Regions from separate parts of the Mus musculus genome. Here region 1 is linked to region 2. Evidence: chromatin contacts called from public Hi-C data. All regions are on one chromosome and are shown on one strand. The core of a region is the stretch at or near the end of the contact, and the rest is flanking DNA. Distances in the headings are between cores, read along the strand shown.

What was found. A called contact is a pair of places that touch in the nucleus more often than the background predicts.
Region 1: a Hi-C map of liver shows a contact between it and region 2, with 5 times the contacts expected there. The contact joins two enhancer-like sites. A contact is called at or near these places in 1 of 484 Hi-C or Micro-C datasets (liver) and 1 of 115 datasets of contacts at active chromatin or transcription factors (pancreatic cancer cells).

What each region holds. Positions count from the first base shown.
Region 1 is chr7:98,353,838-98,356,537 of GRCm38.p6, forward strand. The region is part of intron 1 of Tsku (tsukushi, small leucine rich proteoglycan); the gene reads right to left. Among named protein-coding and RNA genes, the nearest start is that of Tsku, 6.1 kb to the right of the region's middle. Within about 2 kb of position 1,269, at least 55 of the 459 cell types and tissues checked have an H3K27ac peak or open chromatin away from gene starts, as enhancers often do. A contact at or near this core is called in liver, where this site is marked.
Region 2 is chr7:97,423,691-97,426,390 of GRCm38.p6, forward strand. No RefSeq gene overlaps it. Among named protein-coding and RNA genes, the nearest start is that of Gm32945, 6.4 kb to the left of the region's middle. Within about 2 kb of position 1,326, at least 67 of the 459 cell types and tissues checked have an H3K27ac peak or open chromatin away from gene starts, as enhancers often do. A contact at or near this core is called in liver, where this site is marked.

The sequences.
Region 1 (2,700 bases), core at 19-2,518, 930 kb after region 2:
TAGCTGGTTCTCAATGCAGTAAGTAACATCTTCCTTTCTACTTGAGATCCAGTGTCCAGACTCCCAAAGATGCTTGTGAGACATCCACCATCCTAACTAAGCCTCTGTTTTCTTACCCATGCCTTACTTCCCACTAACATAGCCAGATCGCCTCTCTGCTCTCCCTCTTTTAACTGTGAAAGGTGGCTGGCTTGTTACCCCATTGTACAGGAAAAGAAACGGAGGCCCAGAGAGAACAAGTGCCTCGCCACCAAAACTAGCACAAAACAGGGCAGAATTAGACGGAGGCCTGCTCAGTGCTTCTATCTCTGTCGCCTGCCCCCAGAGGGCTGCTGGGAAGTAGGCAGAATCCAGAAGGGGCTTTGCTGCGACCCAAGCCACTCACCCCTTCCCCTCAGTTCCTTCTGTGAAATTACAACATAAGCCGCTACTTATGTCTGACGCTATGCATGCTGTCATATCTAAGGGTCACATGGGTCCGTATAGGCACACTCAAGGTTTGCAATCACGTGCTGGGTGGTATTAGCATGAGAACCAGAGGGTTATAAACTGAGAACCTCTAAGTGGCCCCCTCCCCTGCTAGGTAGCCACTCAGGAGACAGAAGGCTCTTCATCTGGGTGGCCTGTCCTCCTGCCTGTCTCCCTTCCACGGGCCTCCAGAGAAAGAAATAGGGGTGAAGTGAGAGGGGTGAGGACCTGCCCACCTTCTAGGCTGGGGGTTGGGGAGCAGCTGGGTAGCATTACCGGCCCTGCATGAAACTTTAAAGGGGCAGCCACTTGATCTGCACTCTGGCTCCGTCCTGGTCTCGCCTCCCCTACCCAACCCTGGGGCCCTTCTTGCCCACCCCTTTCTTTTGTAGAGACCAATTCGAGGATTAAACCCGGCCCAGGTGCATCCTGGGCTTAGTCCCAGCCAAGGCAGGACAGAGTGTTCCAATGTTTGCACCAAGAGGAAAATATTAAGTTGCTCCAGGCCCCCTTTGTTCCCCAGGGAACTCTCCCAGAGATCATTACTCCCACCCCTACCCCGCCCTCTAGCTAGGCTGATCTGCTCCAACCCACCCTGCCTGGGGTTTAAATAAACACCGCAAGGGGCCCCCAAATCACCCTTTGGCTCTCAGAGGTGATTATACAATGGCTCACAAAATGCCAAGAGGCTTCTCCTGAGCTCTAGTTTATGTAACCAGCGGGGCAAATACAGCCCAGATGTTGCTCTCCTCTGGGCCCTGGCCCTGGACTCTGCACAGGGAGGCAAAGTCTATCCTGCCATCCTCACACAAGCCAACAAACCCCTGCACCCTCATCTGTGAAGAGCTGTGCACAGCCTTCCCTGGAGAATCTGGAACATAGCAGCGGTCCTTGCCACGAGATAAAGGAGACAGGACTGCAGGTGGAGACCCACCTAGGCAGCCTGGGTGATACATGCTCTAGGCCAGAACCTTGCTCTGCTGTGCCATGAACATCTCCCAGGGCCCTTGCTTAGGCCCTGGGGAACTCTAGTGGGAAACAGGAAGAGACAAGCCCCTGTCCTGTAGACCTCAAGTTTGCCCAATGAGACCAACCCTCCCATCTCCCATTAAAGGATCTGAAGAGCCACTTGCTAATATTTTGGAGATACTAGAGAGGAAATGAAAAGGGGAAGACAGTCCTTCAAAGAGCTGCTGTAAGGACTAGACATGTCCCCCTATGGGGGACATGCCCAATGTAGCCAGGACACTGACAGATATACAGCATGGGCTACTCTGTCTCTGTAGGGTAGATGTCAGACAGAGGGACCCCATCGTGCTTCACTACACTCCAGGACGCTGACAAGAAAGCAACAGGGCAACTCTGTGTTGGGACAAGTCCCAGGGGAGAGTCAGAAGCCATTGGTCTCTGTCTCTGTTCTGCCCTGGACTGTTGTGACCACCAGTCAAGTCCCACCCTTCTGCAAGCCTCTGCTTCCCATCTTCACAAATACAGGGTTTAGTGCCAACCCCAGAGTTACAGACTTTTAAAGCTGAACAAAAACGCTAAGCACAAAGCATGTGGCTAAGCCTCGCTGGGTGTGAGTGGGAGAGATTGTTAGGGCCCCCTCTCACCCATAGCAACAACACTAACATCTTGGACGCAGGAGTTCTTGTGACTCTTCACAGTTTTATGTCCAGGAGTTTGAGTTCCTCATCTGTGCAGCAGTATTAATGTTGCTCAGCCTCCATTCAGGGACCCTCTGCCCCAGGGAGAAAGGGCAGAGGCAGGCAGGCAGCGCAGACAGGCATCCATCAAGGATGTCTGGGGAGAAGAGCGATCTCTAGGTCAAGAGATCTTTTCTACAAAGCCTGACCTGCAGATGAAAGACATCCGGAGGACCAACAGAACACAAGGCAAGATACTTCACACAGCTGGTAGACAGCAGGTCCTGTGAGGCCAGACATGAACTATTTAGGGCCCACGATGTCATCTCCACAGTGACCCTAAAGACAGTAGGCTGCTGTCCCGTGAGGTCAAGCATGAACGGTAGGTATAAATGCTACGAGCCTGGCAGCTCCAAGCGGCTCTCTCATCATATCCCGAACCTGCCAGGAGACAGAGTTGGCCACATCACTGCCCTAGGGGATCGTTGTAAAGCCACAGAGATCAACTGCTCCCATACAAGAGGCCTCTGGAAGTTGGAGATGCCCTTCTCCCTTCCTTCTCTGAATCCCCTTAGGGACTGGACCC
Region 2 (2,700 bases), core at 76-2,575:
CACAGCCTTTCATATTTACTTAATTGAAGCTTTGAGTTGAAGTCCAGCAAATAAGGGAGGGCAGAAGTTGGCTTTGGTGGAACAGGACGAGGAAGGCTGTGTGGGTCATTTTACATTAGCCCTAGGTCACCTCCAGAGAATGAGGAGATGTCACAAAGTCTGTCCAGAGAACCACCTGCTGAGTAAAGTCCAAAACCTTGTTCTGGCCTCACTGGCCGTCCTGACCTCATTTTCTGCTAGCAGTGAACTAACCTGACCTCACCCCGGTGTCAAGTCCTGGCCTAAGTGGAGGGACATGTGCCCACAAACGTGTATGTGCACGTGTGTGTGTGTGTGTGTGTATGTGTGTGTGTGTGTGTGTATGAGGTCTGCTTGTGTGCACATGAGATGTGTTTTTAGACTCATAGTCATCTGCTTGTTCACTGATGGCAGCTGGTAGGAGAAAAATCCTCCCATCTTTCCAAAACCACTCATGGTTGGGACCCCTGGAAGCCCAGAGGCAGAGGCCACCAGGGAAGGACAGACAGACAGCACACTAACAAATGTGCTGTTTCAGTAGAAATGGTTGAACACAAAGGCACAGGCAGATGGAGATAAAAAGTGCTTACCTTAGCTTTGCAGTTTGGAGAAGTTTCCGGAAGGATTAATCACTTGGTGGAATTAGCAATACAGAAGAAGTTGGGGATAATCTTTTTTTTTTTATTAAAGATTTTATATATGTGAATATACTGTCTTCAGACACACCAGGAGAGGGCATTAGATCTCATTACAGATGGGTTTTGAGCCACCATGTGGTTGCTGGGATTTGAACTCAAGACCTCTGGAAGAGCAGTCAGTGCTCTTAACCGCTGAGCCATCTCTCCAGGCCGGGAATAATCTTAAATTCAGAATGTTAAGGAAGAATCAGCTGCTTCCTTTCTTCCTCTCTCCTTTTCTCTTTTCCTTCCCTCCATATAATGTACGTATCCACACATACATAGGCACAGACACAATACTATACTACATATTCTCTCTCTCCCCCTCTCTCTTTATCTATCTATCTATCATCTATCTACACACACAGACACACACAGACACACACAGACACACACAGACACACACACACATATATATATACCATACCATGAGCTATATACATGGCATAGTATGGCATAGTACAAAAGATCTATTATAATTTTTCTGATTTCTTCTAGCTTTACATTATCTCCGAGTATATAAATATTCAGTAAATGAAAACTTACATATGGCCAGGCCTACTGTTTAAACTAATCTGGACCAAACGCCTGTGTCCCGGGAGGACACTGCAAGGAGAGAGCCGGCCGCTCTGATTTCTGCCAGCAGAGGGCGCTGCCGGACAGCTCTGTGGGGCTCCGCGGAGACTATGCCTCCAAGACACACCACCCGTAAGACAAGAGGCAGTAGGAAGGAAAACGGCTAAAATCCATCTCCTGACCTCAGAGGGAAAACTGAACTCCCTGAGAGAATTTTTCAAAGCTCTCCTGGCTTGCCCTATGTAACCAGGGAGTAGAAGCTGTCCCCTCACCTAACACCAGGAGAACCTTTAAGGAAACCACCTTCCCATATTCTGTGGGGTCTGGAATCTGGCTGACATCTGAAAAGCTGGCCTCATTCTGGGAACTGTGCCTCTCCAACTGGTGACCACCTTTTGGCATTTAAAGCTGAAATGCCACCCCTTCCAGGGATCCCCTCTCCTGACACCCCGAAGTTGTCCCTCCACTGTGGTTCTACACTAAGTATTTTGAGATGCTGTCCCAATATAAATTCGCAGTTGATTCTGAGATTGTTAAAGACAAGGATGGTGGGTTTTGGCATGTTTAATCTTTTTCATAGGAACACACGCACACGCGCACGCGCGCGCGCGCACACACACACACACACACACACACACCACTAAATGAATAAATTTTTAAAAAATCAGAATCATTTATAATCCAATTCTTCTTTTTAGTACTATAAAAGGACCAAGAGTTTCTCCCTTGCCTGCTCAGCCAATCCTACTTCCATTGACAATGCTAAGAAAGCGATCTGATTCCTCTTTGTGCACTCATGCACACACACACACACACACACACACACACACACACAAACACACACACAAACACACACACTCACTCACACACTTCCGTAATTTATTCCGTGTGTCTTCATCTCAGTTTCCATTTTCACTTAATCTTGAACATCTTTTGTATAAGTGTGCATGCTAAGTTGTAATTTGGTGACAGTATGCATGTGTGTATATAAACGTGTGTGTGTGTGTGTGTGTGTGTGTGTGTGTGTGTGTGTGTGTTGGCTGCATCTAAATATCATACATACAGTGATCCCTGAGGAGAAGTTGGGCCTAAGCTGGGCCTCGGGGCCCATGCCTACAACCACAGCACTGATGAGGCAGAGCAGGGGACAGGAACTTTCAGGGACCTTGGGCTACATGGAGAACTCCCTTCCTCAGTAAAGCAAACTAACTCTCTTCTGGGTGGATTAAGCAATAATCTCCCATCCTTCCCTCTCACAAGTCTTGGTTATCAATAATCTACTCCGTGTTTCTGTCGACACCTCAATTCCATTTAATGCATGAATATTATTCATAATAGGAGACATCATTGGTTTAGCCATTCTCTGATAATAGATATTATATTAAGGACACATGTACAAAGGTATGTGGGTGTACATGTGAACACACAC